Linked DNA regions of Sus scrofa: region 2 is linked to region 1. The links are chromatin contacts, called in public HiChIP or PLAC-seq maps. All regions are on one chromosome and are shown on one strand. Each heading gives the region's core, a stretch centred on a gene start, on an enhancer-like site or on the middle of the called end of the contact. The rest is flanking DNA. Distances are from core to core; before and after follow the strand shown. Region 1 holds the start of LOC110257255. Region 2 holds the start of GTF2H2 (general transcription factor IIH subunit 2).

Region 1 (6,096 bases), core at 2,315-4,814:
GCCAGGGATTGAATCTGTGCCTCTGCAGTGTCCTGAGCCACTGCAGTAAGATTCTTTTTTTTTTTTTTTTTTTTGTCTTTTTTTGCTATTTCTTGGGCCACTCCTGCAGCATCTGGAGGTTCCCAGATTAGGGGTCAAATTGGAGCTGTAGCCGCCGGCCTACGCCAGAGCCACAGCAATGCGGGATCCGAGCCACGTCTGCAACCTACACCACAGCTCACGGCAACGCCGGATCGTTAACCCACTGAGCAAGGGCGGGGATCAAATCCGCAACCTTATGGTTCCTAGTCGGATTTGTTAACCACTGCGCCACGACGGGAACTCCTGCAGTAAGATTCTTAACCTGCTGTACTACAGTGGAAACTCTCTAAAAGTTTTAAGTAAAACTATTCCCATTTTCTTATAAGTGACCAACTCGGGACATCATTTCAAACCCTTTTCTTTGCAGCTCCATGTATGGACATATATGTATTTTGGATACATTCATGTATTTACCATTATATACATATTCTGATATTGCTCTATGACTTTTTTATTTTATTTTTTGTCTTCATAGAGCTGCACTCGCGGCATATAGAAGTTCCCAGGCTAGGGGCTTAATCAGAGCTACAACTGCCAGCCTATGCCACTGCCACAGCAATGCCAGATCCGAGCCAGGTCTGCGACCTATACCACACCTCATGGCAATGCTGGATCCTTAACCCACTGAGCACGGCCAGGGATCAAACCCGTGTCCTCATGGATACTAGCTGGATTTGTTAATCGCTGAGCCATGATGGGAACTCCTGTAACTTTTTATGTAATATATATTAAGCATATTTTGTTACCATTATTAATTAGGAAAGTTATTTTAACATTTATCTGTAAGTTGAGCACTTTTTTTTTTTTTTTTTTTGGTATTTTCTAGGGCCACACCCACAGCATATGGAGGTTCCCAGGCTAGGGGTTGAACTGGAGCTGTACCACACCACAGCCACAGTAACTCAGGATCCAAGCCGAATCTGCGACCTACACCACAGCTCATGGCAACGCCGGATCTTTACCCCATGGATCGAGGCCAGGGATCGAACCTGCAATCTCATGGTTCCTAGTTGGATTCCTTAACCACTGAGCCACGATGGGAACTCCTCAATACTTTGATTTTTAAAGTCTTGATTAATGAAATCTTCCTGTTGGGCTAAAAACAAAACACTAGCTAAGGTCAAGTAACCATAGACTAATAAGTACATATTCCTAGTTCATGTTGCACAGGGCAGCATACTAAGGGGCAAAGCTGAGAGGGTGGTGAGGAAGGGAGGCTCTTAAATGGGGGCAGTGGCCCCTGAGCCACTCACTCACTGACACTTGTGCAACTTATCAGGATCCAATCCACCTCCCCAACTTATAAATCATAATTTGCCACTAACCAGTCCCATCAAAGCTATCACTGGTCTTCTCTGTGAAGGTTAGAACATTCTTTGGTTTTTTAAACCTGGAATTACTGAAATCTGGGTTTGGGCTCAAACCTGCTTCTTGGGCTTTGCCCACTGTAGCAGCTCACAGTTCTCCAGGAAAAAGCAAAATCTGTGTATAATTCAAGTTTGATTCATTCAATCACTATTTAAGTATCTACTGTGCAGACTGTGCTATATGTGGGGTTTGGGGTAACTGACTCTCAGTTCAGTTAATAGGTGTCTCAGTTTGTGAGATAAGGACAACTAATGAGTCTGCAGCACTGTTGTAAGGATGAAGTGAGATGCTGTACTCAAAGTATCTAGAACCCAGGAAGGGCTTAACGAATGCTGGCTGTCACCCTCTGCCCCTGCCTGTAAAGAGGACTTATTAAAGCCAACATAGAAACATTTAAAACAATTCATATTTGTGACTTCAGTCAAAAAAAAAAAAAATCCACAATTAAAGGGTCTGACAATTAGTTTTTGGTGTAGATTATAAGGAGTTTTTGGATTTTTGTCTACGTATAGGAAAACTCTTGCAACCTGAAATCTATTAAAAATTCAACCAGTCCTGAGCTGAATTTGATTCTGCAATGAACTACAATAGGAGGGCACCTCTGCCAAGCAGAGGAAATAGTGGAAATAGTGGAAATAAGGTGGCAAAGGAATATTTGCCACACCTATCTAAGCTGTTGAGTAAATAATCTTGAACTATTTATTTATTTACTTAAAAATAGGAGTTCTTGCTGTGACACAGTGGGTTAAGAATCCAACGGCAGCAGCTTGGGTTGCTGGGAGGAGCAGGTTCGATCCCCAGCCTGGCAGAGTGGGTTAAAGGATCAAATACTGCAATTGTGGCTCAGATTCAATCCCTGGCCCAGGAACTTTCATATGCCACAGGCGTGGCAATAAAAGAAAAAAAATTCAAGTTTACAGAAAAGGTGCAAGAGTAGCACACCCTTTACTTAGATTCTCTAATTGTTAACATGTTCTCTTCTTTGCCTTATTATCTCTCTTTAATACAGTTTTTTTTCCCCTGAACTTTTTTTTGCTTTTTAAGGCCTCACTGGGCACATGGAAGTTCCCAGGCTAGGGGTCTAATCAGAGCTATAGCCACCGGCCTATACCACAGCCATGGCAACATGGGATCCGAGCCGTGCCTGTGATCTATACCACAGCTCACAGCAATGCCGGATCCTTAACCCACTGAGCGAGGCCAGGAATCAAACCTGCATCCTCATGGATCCTAGTCAGATTCGTTAACCACTAAGCCATGACAGGAACTCCCTCCCCTGAACTTTTCAAAGAGTAAGTTACATACATCCTGCTACTTTATCCCTAAATACTTGTGTTTCCTAAGATCATGAGCATACTCATAAAATCAGTGCAGTTATCAACTACAGGAAATTTAACATGGATATATTTTTATCTAATCTATTGTCCAGAGTCCAATTTTGTCAAGTGACCTAGTACTGTCTTTCACAGCATTTTCCCCTCTAGAAATCCACATCAGAATTGCCTACTGCATTTAGCTGTCGCATCTCAGGAAATAATACCTGATATCCTGTTATTTACAAAAACAAGTTGCTCAAAATAGATTAGAATTGAACTTGTACTACAGAAAATGCAGCTAATTTAAATTTTGCTCCAGCATTTGCTGTGTTCTTCCCTTTTCATAAAAAAAAGTTGCGTTAGTGATTCTATTTCTACAGTTCCAAGAATTTACCAAAACCATCTTTAAATCTCAAAGGAGTTTTCAAGAACAAGAAAAACTTAACCTCATTAACTATAAAGGCAATGAAAATTGTTGGGCCATGTTTTACGCATCTTTCACTCTACCTCAGAAATTAGGACAGGTCAAGAAGGACACACTGGAAAGTGGTCAGTATACTTACCTCTTGGGGATTAACGGGAGCATTGCTGGGAAGGGGATAAAGGGGGGATTTTTCCTTTTTACTCTATGAATTTCTGTGCTGCTTGAATTTTTGGACAACGAGCACACATTTCTTAATAACAAAACAAAATAAACGAAGAAAGGAAAACTAGATGACCGGCTGGATTCTTGGTGTGCGGGGTTAACCTGAACATCAAAGTTCATCTGTTTGTACTTTGGTTTCTTCGCCTCAAGAGATGACGGTGACCCTTCCTCTAACTTACGCAGGCAGACGTCAGAAAGGTTAAGTATCACCAACCCATTATTTCGGGGAGAAACAGCCAACAGAAATGCTTCTCATAGGTCAGAAAAACCTCTCACGTCAACTGGCTGGCAGTTCTAAGGTTAACGGTCTGCCTGGAAACCCAGATCTCAAGCAGAACCTCCTTGGATCTTAGAGCATTCATTCTGCAGAGAGGGACGGCGGAGCCAAAGAAAGCTAGAGGCGGCCTGGGAGCCGAAGCAGGGAGGACGGAGGGCTCCGGGGCGCGTGCAGAACCGAGGAGGAGTCCCGGGCTGTCAACGGGACGGGAGGGAGAGGGAGCTCGCCTGCGCGGGGAGACCGCAGATCGGGAGGCGGGTGCCAGATCAGTCCCTTACCGAGCGCTGGGCACGTCCACCGGCCCGAGGCCGCCGCCGCCGCCTGGGCCGGCTAACACTTCCCCGCCGTATTTCTCCTCCATCGCGGGGATCAGGAGCCGCCGCCGCTGCCCCTGCCGCGGGGTCTCCTCATGTCTCGCCGCTGCCGCGGAACAGCGGTCGCAAGCGCGTCACTTCCCCATGGCAGCGGCCCTGTCGGGTCCCCGCAGGCCGGGCCGCCGCCGCTGTCCCCGGCTCGCAAGCACACACGCGTCGGGACTAGGCCACGGACAGTTCCGGCGGCGCGGGGCTCCCCGGAGGCTCACCGGAGTGGACGCTGCCAGGCCACGTCACCGACCCAGCAGCCCTCACTCTCGGGGGAGTGCCAGGTTCTGCGCCTGCGCAGGACACACCACTCGCCAGCCCTCCCTCTTCCTTAGGCTCCTCCCACCGCGGGGCTACAGATCGAATCTTCACCCCCTCTCAGCCTCTCTCATTGACGCGGCCTCAGCGCATACCTGTCCTGCAGCGCCACCAACGGGTCGTCAGGAATATAGCGGATTCTTCTGCCGCGGAGGGCAGGGGCGGAGGAAATACACAGCGTGTGACGAAATAGAGTTTCTTTTAAATTCTGGCTCCTAAACTGTGCTGCTTAATCCTGCAGGCCAGTAAACCTAGGCAGGTAGGACCAGCCCTTATTAGGGTTATTTTTATGTTACTAAAAAGTTAAGAAAATGGTCTCCAGTGTCTGTCTTGATTTGATTCACAAATCTGCCACTTACTAATTGTGTCACTTGTCCTTTCTGACTCGTTTTCTGATCTGGAAAGTAAGAGTAGTAATATCTGTATCCTCGGGTTCTTGGGAGGATTGTGTGTGTTCAAATGTGAAAAGTGGAGTTCCTGTCAGTAGCTCAGCGAAAAGGAATCTGACTAGCATTCGTGAGGACACAGGTTCGCTCCCTGGCCTCACTCAGTGGGTTAAGGATCCAGTATTTCAGTGAGCTGTGGTGTGGGTTGCAGACACGGCTGGAATTCAGCTTTGCTGTGGCTGTAGTGCAGGCTAGTGGCTACAGCTCCGATTTCACCCCTTTGGGAAACTTCATATGCCATGGGTGCGGTCCTAAAAAGACACACACACACACACACAAAAGAGAAGTGAAGTGTGAATAACAGTGAATGGTATATACTAATCAATACATGTTAATTATTCATAGGGAAATTTGAGGACTGGGATTCGGAGATGAAAATGGGGTTTTGAACAGTGTAAATTATGATTAGCTTATGCTACACTTAATTTGAATATACAGAAAGTGTTAATAACATATAAGAGAACGAGAAGTCCTAGTCTCTGCCTGCTGGGACTTTGTAATCTATTGTGAAAAATATTTAGCAATTTGAGAGCAAGACCTTAGCAACATTACACATTAAATTCTCAAATGCTAAGGTTTTCCAAATAACCAGATAGGGATTTAGCCGGAAAAGACTCACTGATAGGACCTGACCTCGAACTTGGATAAGGTTTTGGATATGGGAGAAAAACATTGTGGGAAGATGTGTCGTATGTGTAGAATGCAGAGGAAGGCATGAAATTTAAAAGCTAAAGATGCATTTGTGCTTTTTTTTAGGGCTGCACTTGTGGCATATGGAGGTTCCCAGGCTAGGGGTCTAACTGGAGCTATAGCCGCTGGCCTACACCACAGCAACTCGGGATCCGAGCCACATCTTCGACGTACACCACAGCTCACGGCAATTCCAGCTCCTTAACCCACTGAGCGAGGCCAGGGATCAAACCCACCACCTCATGGTTTTGTTTCTGATGTGCCACAATGGGAAAGCCTCAAAGTGACTTTTTTAATAGCATTTTTTTTGGGAGGCAATTTATTTGCCAAATTGCTATTTTCTTATTTTTTAATTTTTTGTTAAAGTATAGTAGATTTATAAGATTGTGCCAATAGAATTGCTAATTTTCTCATCTGACTGGCAATGGTAACAACTACTGTGCTTTTCTGGAGCTAATTCCATCCCTTTGGAGTTCAGAGAACTAGATAAAATGATGTGTATACACCGAGATTTATTTTTATCCCAAGTGGAGTTTGGATTCAGTTGATATTTTTGATTTGGTGAGAATTACAACTCTTTTTGGGGGGGGCT
Region 2 (6,434 bases), core at 3,459-5,958, 370 kb before region 1:
AAATCATTTTCCCTTCTGAAGCAATAGGTTGCTGGTTCCTTTGCACTACTTAGAAGGCTATAGGACAGCTTCCTGGAAACACAATTGAAATGACGTACTGAGTTGTGGGCACAGGTGGCCAGAAAGCTTAAAGGAATATATTTTACCTTTTTAACCCATAAAAAATTTTACATACCTTTTTCTCTTTGCTTTGAAGAGAATATCTTCTATTGTAGCTTTAAGAGATCCTGATTCATCTTCTTTAAGAATCTCCCTATAAGCAATAATTACTTGTTTGAAAAGATAAACTAAAAATGTATTAACCCAACAGAAATGAACACACATGTCCACACAAAGATCTGCACCTGAATGTTCACAAGTGCATTATTCAGAACAGCCAAAAATTATAAATAATCGAAACATCTATCAACTGGTGAATGGACAAATAAAATATGGGATAATCATACAAAAGAATACTGTGTTTAGCAATATAAAGGAATGAATTACTGATACATGCTACAACATGGATGAACTTGAAATTAGTATGGTAAGTTAAAAAAGTCAGACACAACTGAACACATCTTATGATTACATTTACATGAAATGTCCAGAAAGGGCCAATCTATAGAGAGAGAAACTATATAGATTAGCAGTTGCCTAGGGCTGGAGGTGGGAAGGGAATTAATTGTAAATAGGCATGAGGAATGGTGAAAATGTTCTAAAACTGATTCATGCTTATGATTGAACAACTTAGTAAATTCTCTAAAAACCACTGAATTATATATAGGAAAGAGGGGAATTTTAACATGTGTAAAATATACTCTAATAAAATTGTTAAAAAAACAAACAAACTGGACTTTCTTGGTGGCTCAGTGGATTAGGGATCCAGTATTGTCACTGCTGTATTTGCTCAGTGCTGTGGTCCGGGGTCCATCCCTTTGATCCCTGGCCCGGGAACTTCCACATGCTTCAGACTTGGCCTCCCCCCTCCAAAGAAGAAAGGTCTAAGGGAGTTCCCGTTGTGGTGCCGTGGAAACAAATCTGACTAGTATCCATGAGGACGTGGGTTCAATCCTTGGCCTCGCTCAGTGGGTTAAGGATCTGGTGTTTCCATGAGCTGTGGTGTAGGTTGCAGACTCGGCTCAGATCCAATCTTGCTGTGGCCTAGGCCAGCAGCTGCAGCTCCAATTCAACCCCTAGCGTGGGAACCTCCATATGCCAAGGATATGTCCCTTAAAAAAAAAAAGAGAGAGAGAGAGAGAGAGAAATTCTAAGAGAGAAGGGATTAATAATGGTAATAATGCCCTACTTACCATGTTCTTTCATAGCCTCCTTCCCATCGCTTAGTTCTTTCAGGCTCTTCATCCATTTTTTTCTTACTGTATTATTCAATATTCTGTAAAAATCATTAGATTGTGAATTTATTAAAGATGTGTTCACCAAATGTATATAATTAAATTTGAAAAGAGAAGGAAGCAAACATATAAAGTAAAAAAAAAAAAAAAAAAAAAAAAAGCTCAGAATGTAAAGTCATCTTATTCTTTTTGTTTGTTTGTTTGAGGGCAGCACCTGAGACATATGGAGGTTTCCAGGCTAGGGATTGAACTGGAGCTGTAGCTGCCAGCCCATGCTACAGCCACAGCAATGGAGGATCTGAGTTGCATCTGTGACCTACAGCACAGCTCAGGACAACCCCACTGAGCAAGGCCAGGGATTGAACCCATGTCCTTACAGATACTAGTTAGGTTTTACTGCTGAGCCATGACAGGAACCCCCCAAAGTCATCTTATTTTTTGCAATTTATTCAATAATTGCAGTTGAGTGAAAAGAGGTAAAATCCTCCTGGGATTCTTTTTCCCATCCCCAAGAAAGAATATGAATATTTATGCACAGATTTGGCATCAATAGAAACAAGTATTTCTTTATGATTAAAAAACCCCAAAAACGTATTGCAGTTCCCACCATGGTGCAGTGGGTTAGGAATGAGATAGTGGTGGCTTAGGTTGCTTTAGAGGTACATTGAGTTAAAGGCTCTGGCTTTGCCCTTGTGCAGCTGGGACTCCAATTCAATCCCTGGCCTGGAAACTTCCATACGCCTTGAGTGTGGCCAAAAAATGAAAAAAAAAAAAAGGTATTGAAGATGTGTCATAGGACAGGACCATAGAATTATGGGATGTGGATACAGGTGTAGATGTAACAAGATTAGCCACAATGGCTGATTATTATAGCTGAAAGATGGATACAGTTTCACCTTTGTACTACCCTTCCACCTTGTGTTTATATGAATTTTCTCATAATCAAGTTTTTAAATGAAACTTAGTATTATTCATAAATGATAAAAGCTTATGGGTTATAATTCAAAAGAAGAACACAATATTAAGCCTCCACTAGAGTTCCCTGGTGGTTTACTGGTTAGGATTCAGAGCTTTCACTGCTGCAGCCTAGGTTCAGACCCTGGTCTGGGAACTAATGTTGCCTGCAACCTACATCAAGCTGCCGCATGCTGCAGCCCAAACAAATAAACAAACAAAAAACAAAAAGCCCAATAATAAACTTACACTATAAACCAAACTATTAAAAGGAAATATCTAGTAATTTAATAAATAGGACAAATGGTTTTGATTGGATGATAGATAAGATTAAGGATGACTAGCTTTTTCTTTATTCTTTTCCGTATTTTCATATTTTCAATATGAACATGTATTTCTTTAATAATGAGGGATAGGCGTTCCCCTCGCAGCTCAGCAGTTAACAAATCTGACAGGTTTGATCCCTGGCCTCACTCAGTGGGTTAATGATCTGGCACTGCTGTGAGCTGTGGTGTAGGTGGCGGACGCCGCTCAGATCCTGCGTTGCTATGGCTGTAGTGTAGGCCAGCAGCTATAGCTCCGATTTGACCCCTAACCTGAGAACCTCCATATGCCGCAGGTGCGGCCCTAAAAAGCAAAAAAAAAAGGATAAAATTGGTGTTGGGAGGAACCTATTAAGCATAACCAAGTAATAAACATCCTGTCACATCCACACCTCCTCCCTCACCAAACCACACTGTCACTCCCAACTTTCTTTTTCCATAAATGAAGGATCAAAGGAATCCTAAGTGCCAAAACATTAAAGACAAAACAAATCCCATCACTGTCAAGGAAAAGGTTAATTTTGGTGATGAGGACCAAACCAAGACTTCAACTTCCATTTATTTCATTGTTTCTATAGAAAAATATACTGAAGGAGTTCCCTTGTGACATAGCAGGTTAAGGATCCAGCATTGTCACCACAGTGGCTTAGGTTGCTGCTGTGGTGCAGGTTTGATCCCTGGCCTGTGAACTTCCACGTGCTGCAGGCATGGCCGAAATTTTTTTTTAATTAAAAAAATGAAAAATGTACTTAAAAATCTAAATAAATCACTTATAAATGGACTTCTGGAATTAAAATCTATTGACAAGTTGGAGACTGCTGTAATGGCATCGCTACCTTCTCTGGCACCTGCTATCATCAGATATTATTTGTTAACATTCTGTGTGTCTCTGAATTTAAAAGTCATTCACTGGTATTGAAAGAGACTTATTTGTTTCAGGAAATCAACTGATCCACTGTAGTATTCTGAAATAACAACATGTGACTTAATGCTGACATCTGCGCTGTTTCAATCACTATGGTGGTGCCTTGTAGGTTTAATGATGGGTGTCATAACATAGCATACAATGACTAAGTTGAACTTTTTGGTCTTCCATGGAGGTGTTTGTGTATTTCTTGTAAATGTCAAAAAAATCCAAAGCTTGCATTCTTAAAGACTTGGCTACTGATATCCATCACATCAATATTTAAATTCTATTTTTAGTTTATTACCTTTAATTCTCTGAAAGTTCAGAAATAAAGTGAGAACTAATGAGCAAAAAACTGCAAGCGGCAGCACGTCTAGCTCACTGCATAAAAGGACTTCTTAATTAGAGTTGCCTGCAATGGGAAATTACAGGGCAAGGACAGAGGTATTAAGATCCCTATAACTTCAGATGTTCAAAGGGAAACTGGACATTTACAACGCACGCTATTAATAGAGAAGGGATTTATACAGCCTGGAGAAAGATGTACTTGGTGACCTCTTAAGTCAGTATCTCCAACTGCCGATGCCTGCTCAATATTCCATCTTCTTACAAATACTGCTGACCCGTTTCCTGGAAATCCAACCCCACAAAAGCCACTTCCCCCAGGAGAAGCCTGGCGGTGGGTTTCCTTCACAGGTACTCAGAATGCTAAATGCAAACAAAAGAGATCTGCACCAAATGTTGTAATTTGTGACGCTTTCCCTAACACCTGACCCTGCCAAGCGCTGGGCGACTGGCAAGAGTGATAATTGTCCTACTTTTCAGGTGCGTAATTCGAGGCTCAAAGATTGGCAACTCTCTAGAAGACACATAGCCGGAGGTTAGTCACGAATCAGAACCCAGGACCACAATTCCCTAAACTTGAGCTCTGCCTTGGAGAAGGAGGCCAGACTGCTCCCTATAAACGGAAGTTGCCCTCCTCCTCTCCACACGCTCCCACCCACTCTCAGGTGTAGCCCGCGAGGCCAATCGCGGCCATTCAGCCTCCGTCCGCGGGCGGGAAGGCCCCTCCCGTCGGGGTGCATCCCAAGCAGTGCATTACTGCTTTGGCTCAGCGAAAACCTCCACCGCGGACTCACCGCTCCTGCCAGACACCGCTCTGCCGGAAGCCCCTCTCAGTCCTGGGAGCGCCGGAGAAGTCCTTCCGCCGTGCGCGGCAGCTACGCAGAAACGTTCCGGCTGCTGCGAGGAATGGTTGCCGAAGCAGGGCGCTCCGAGGCCTTGGCAACCTTGAGGATGATTTAGGGTTCGGGGAGGGAACGCCTGCTCGCTTCCAGCTGTTAACAAAGAGGCGAGAAGATAGAGGGCATGCACTCTTGGAAAGTCAGAGGCCCGGTATCGGTCCACCTGGGACCCGAGGATTTAACGTTATTATTTCTAAAAAGTTGGCATGAAGGACTATGACCACAGCAGCAGCCTCTGCTGAGCCAGCCAGGTTTTCCGGGACTGGCAAAATTTTTCCGGACTCCTCTGCTGCTCCTGCTCTTCATGCCACAAATATTTATTGAGCACTTACTTTGGGCTGATACAGTTCTAAGCATTGAGGATAAAGCAATGAAAACCTGACAAAAGTCCTTGCCCTCATGACAGTTACAAAGAAAAACATACTGGGTCAAATGATGATCATGCCATAGAAAAAAAATTAAGCATGGAAGGGGAAAAAGTTGCAGTTTATTTTTTTGTTGTTGTTTTTTGCTTTTTAGGGTCACACCCATGGCATATGAAGGTCCCCAGGCTAAGGGTCCAATCAGCACTATAGCTGCTGGCCTACGCCACAGCAACTACCAGCGGAGACTGCGACCTACACCACAGCTCATGACAAAACTGGTTCCTTAACGCACTGAGCGAGGCCAGAGATAGAACCTGCAACCTTGTGGTTGCTAGTCGGACTCATTTCCACTTCACCACAACAGGAACTCCAAAAGTTGCAGTTTAAAGTAGCATGGTCATGGAGTTCCCGTCGTGGCTCAGCTCAGTGGTTAGCGAATCCGACTGGGAACCATGAGGTTGCGTGTTTGATCTGTGGCCTCGCTCAGTGGCTCAAGGATCCGGCATTGCCGCGAGCTGTGGTGCAGGTCACAGACGCGGCTCGGATCACAAGTTGCTGTGGCTGTGTTGGCGGCTAATCCTCCGATCAGACCCCTAGCCTGACCTCCATATGCCCTGGGTGTGGCCCTAGGAAGACAAAATAATTAAATTTAGAAAAGAAATAAATAAAGTAGCGTGGTCAGAGTTCCCCGTGGCTCACCGGGTTAAGGTTAGGGTCACTGTTGTGGTTCGAGTTCCATTCCTGGCCCAAGGACTTCTGCATGCCGCAGTGTGGGGAGCGGGTGGGGGCTGGCGGCTGGCCTGAGGCTGGGTCAGAGTAGTCCTGCGGAAAAGACAGAGGAACCATGACCAGAATGTGGGAGGGGAGGGAGTTAACCAGGCTGATACCTAGGGGAAAATCCCTCCAGGGAAAGGGAGCTACAAGTGCAAAGGCCATGGGGTGGAAGCACATTGGTGTGTTTGAGGGGTGGCATGCAGAAGGAGGGGAGGAGTGGTGGCGGCTGAAAAAACTTTAGAGAACTTCTCAAGCTAGTGAGAAACTTTGGATTCTGGATCTTGTCATTAGAGGGGATGTGTGTTATGAAAAAAGAACCAATGACTCTAGTTTTGAGCTGAGCAAATGAAAGGTTGGAGTTGCAATTACTGAGAGGTTGGGGGCAGGGTTGGTAAGATCAGTTCAATTTTGGACAAGTTGTTTGATGATACATACAGAATTAGTAGCATTTCCCACACTTGAGAAATGGAGGGGCAAGGCACCTGGGAAGCATCAGAAAAGGATTATGCCCAGGAAAAGCAGAGGACCAAGGA

What was found. HiChIP or PLAC-seq counts read pairs in DNA pulled down with a chosen protein or histone mark.
Region 2: a contact with region 1 is called in an H3K27ac HiChIP or PLAC-seq map of alveolar macrophages. The contact joins the promoter of GTF2H2 here to the promoter of LOC110257255 in region 1. A contact is called at or near these places in 2 of 5 promoter capture datasets (fetal liver and liver), 12 of 47 Hi-C or Micro-C datasets (alveolar macrophages, embryonic fibroblasts, epiblast stem cells and 7 more) and 2 of 2 datasets of contacts at active chromatin or transcription factors (alveolar macrophages and skeletal muscle).

What each region holds. Positions count from the first base shown.
Region 1 is chr16:47,282,931-47,289,026 of Sscrofa11.1, reverse strand. It overlaps LOC110257255, which reads left to right and starts at 3,564. Exons shown (of 3, transcript XM_021076818.1): 1 at 3,564-3,569; 2 at 3,670-4,627. The coding sequence starts at 3,564. The coding sequence ends at 4,587. It overlaps SLC30A5 (solute carrier family 30 member 5), which reads right to left and starts at 4,053. Exons shown (of 16, transcript NM_001137624.1): 1 at 3,967-4,053. The coding sequence starts at 4,049.
Region 2 is chr16:47,656,407-47,662,840 of Sscrofa11.1, reverse strand. GTF2H2 (general transcription factor IIH subunit 2) reads right to left here and starts at 4,708. Exons shown (of 16, transcript NM_001244311.1): 1 at 4,658-4,708; 2 at 1,293-1,375; 3 at 176-253. The coding sequence starts at 1,348.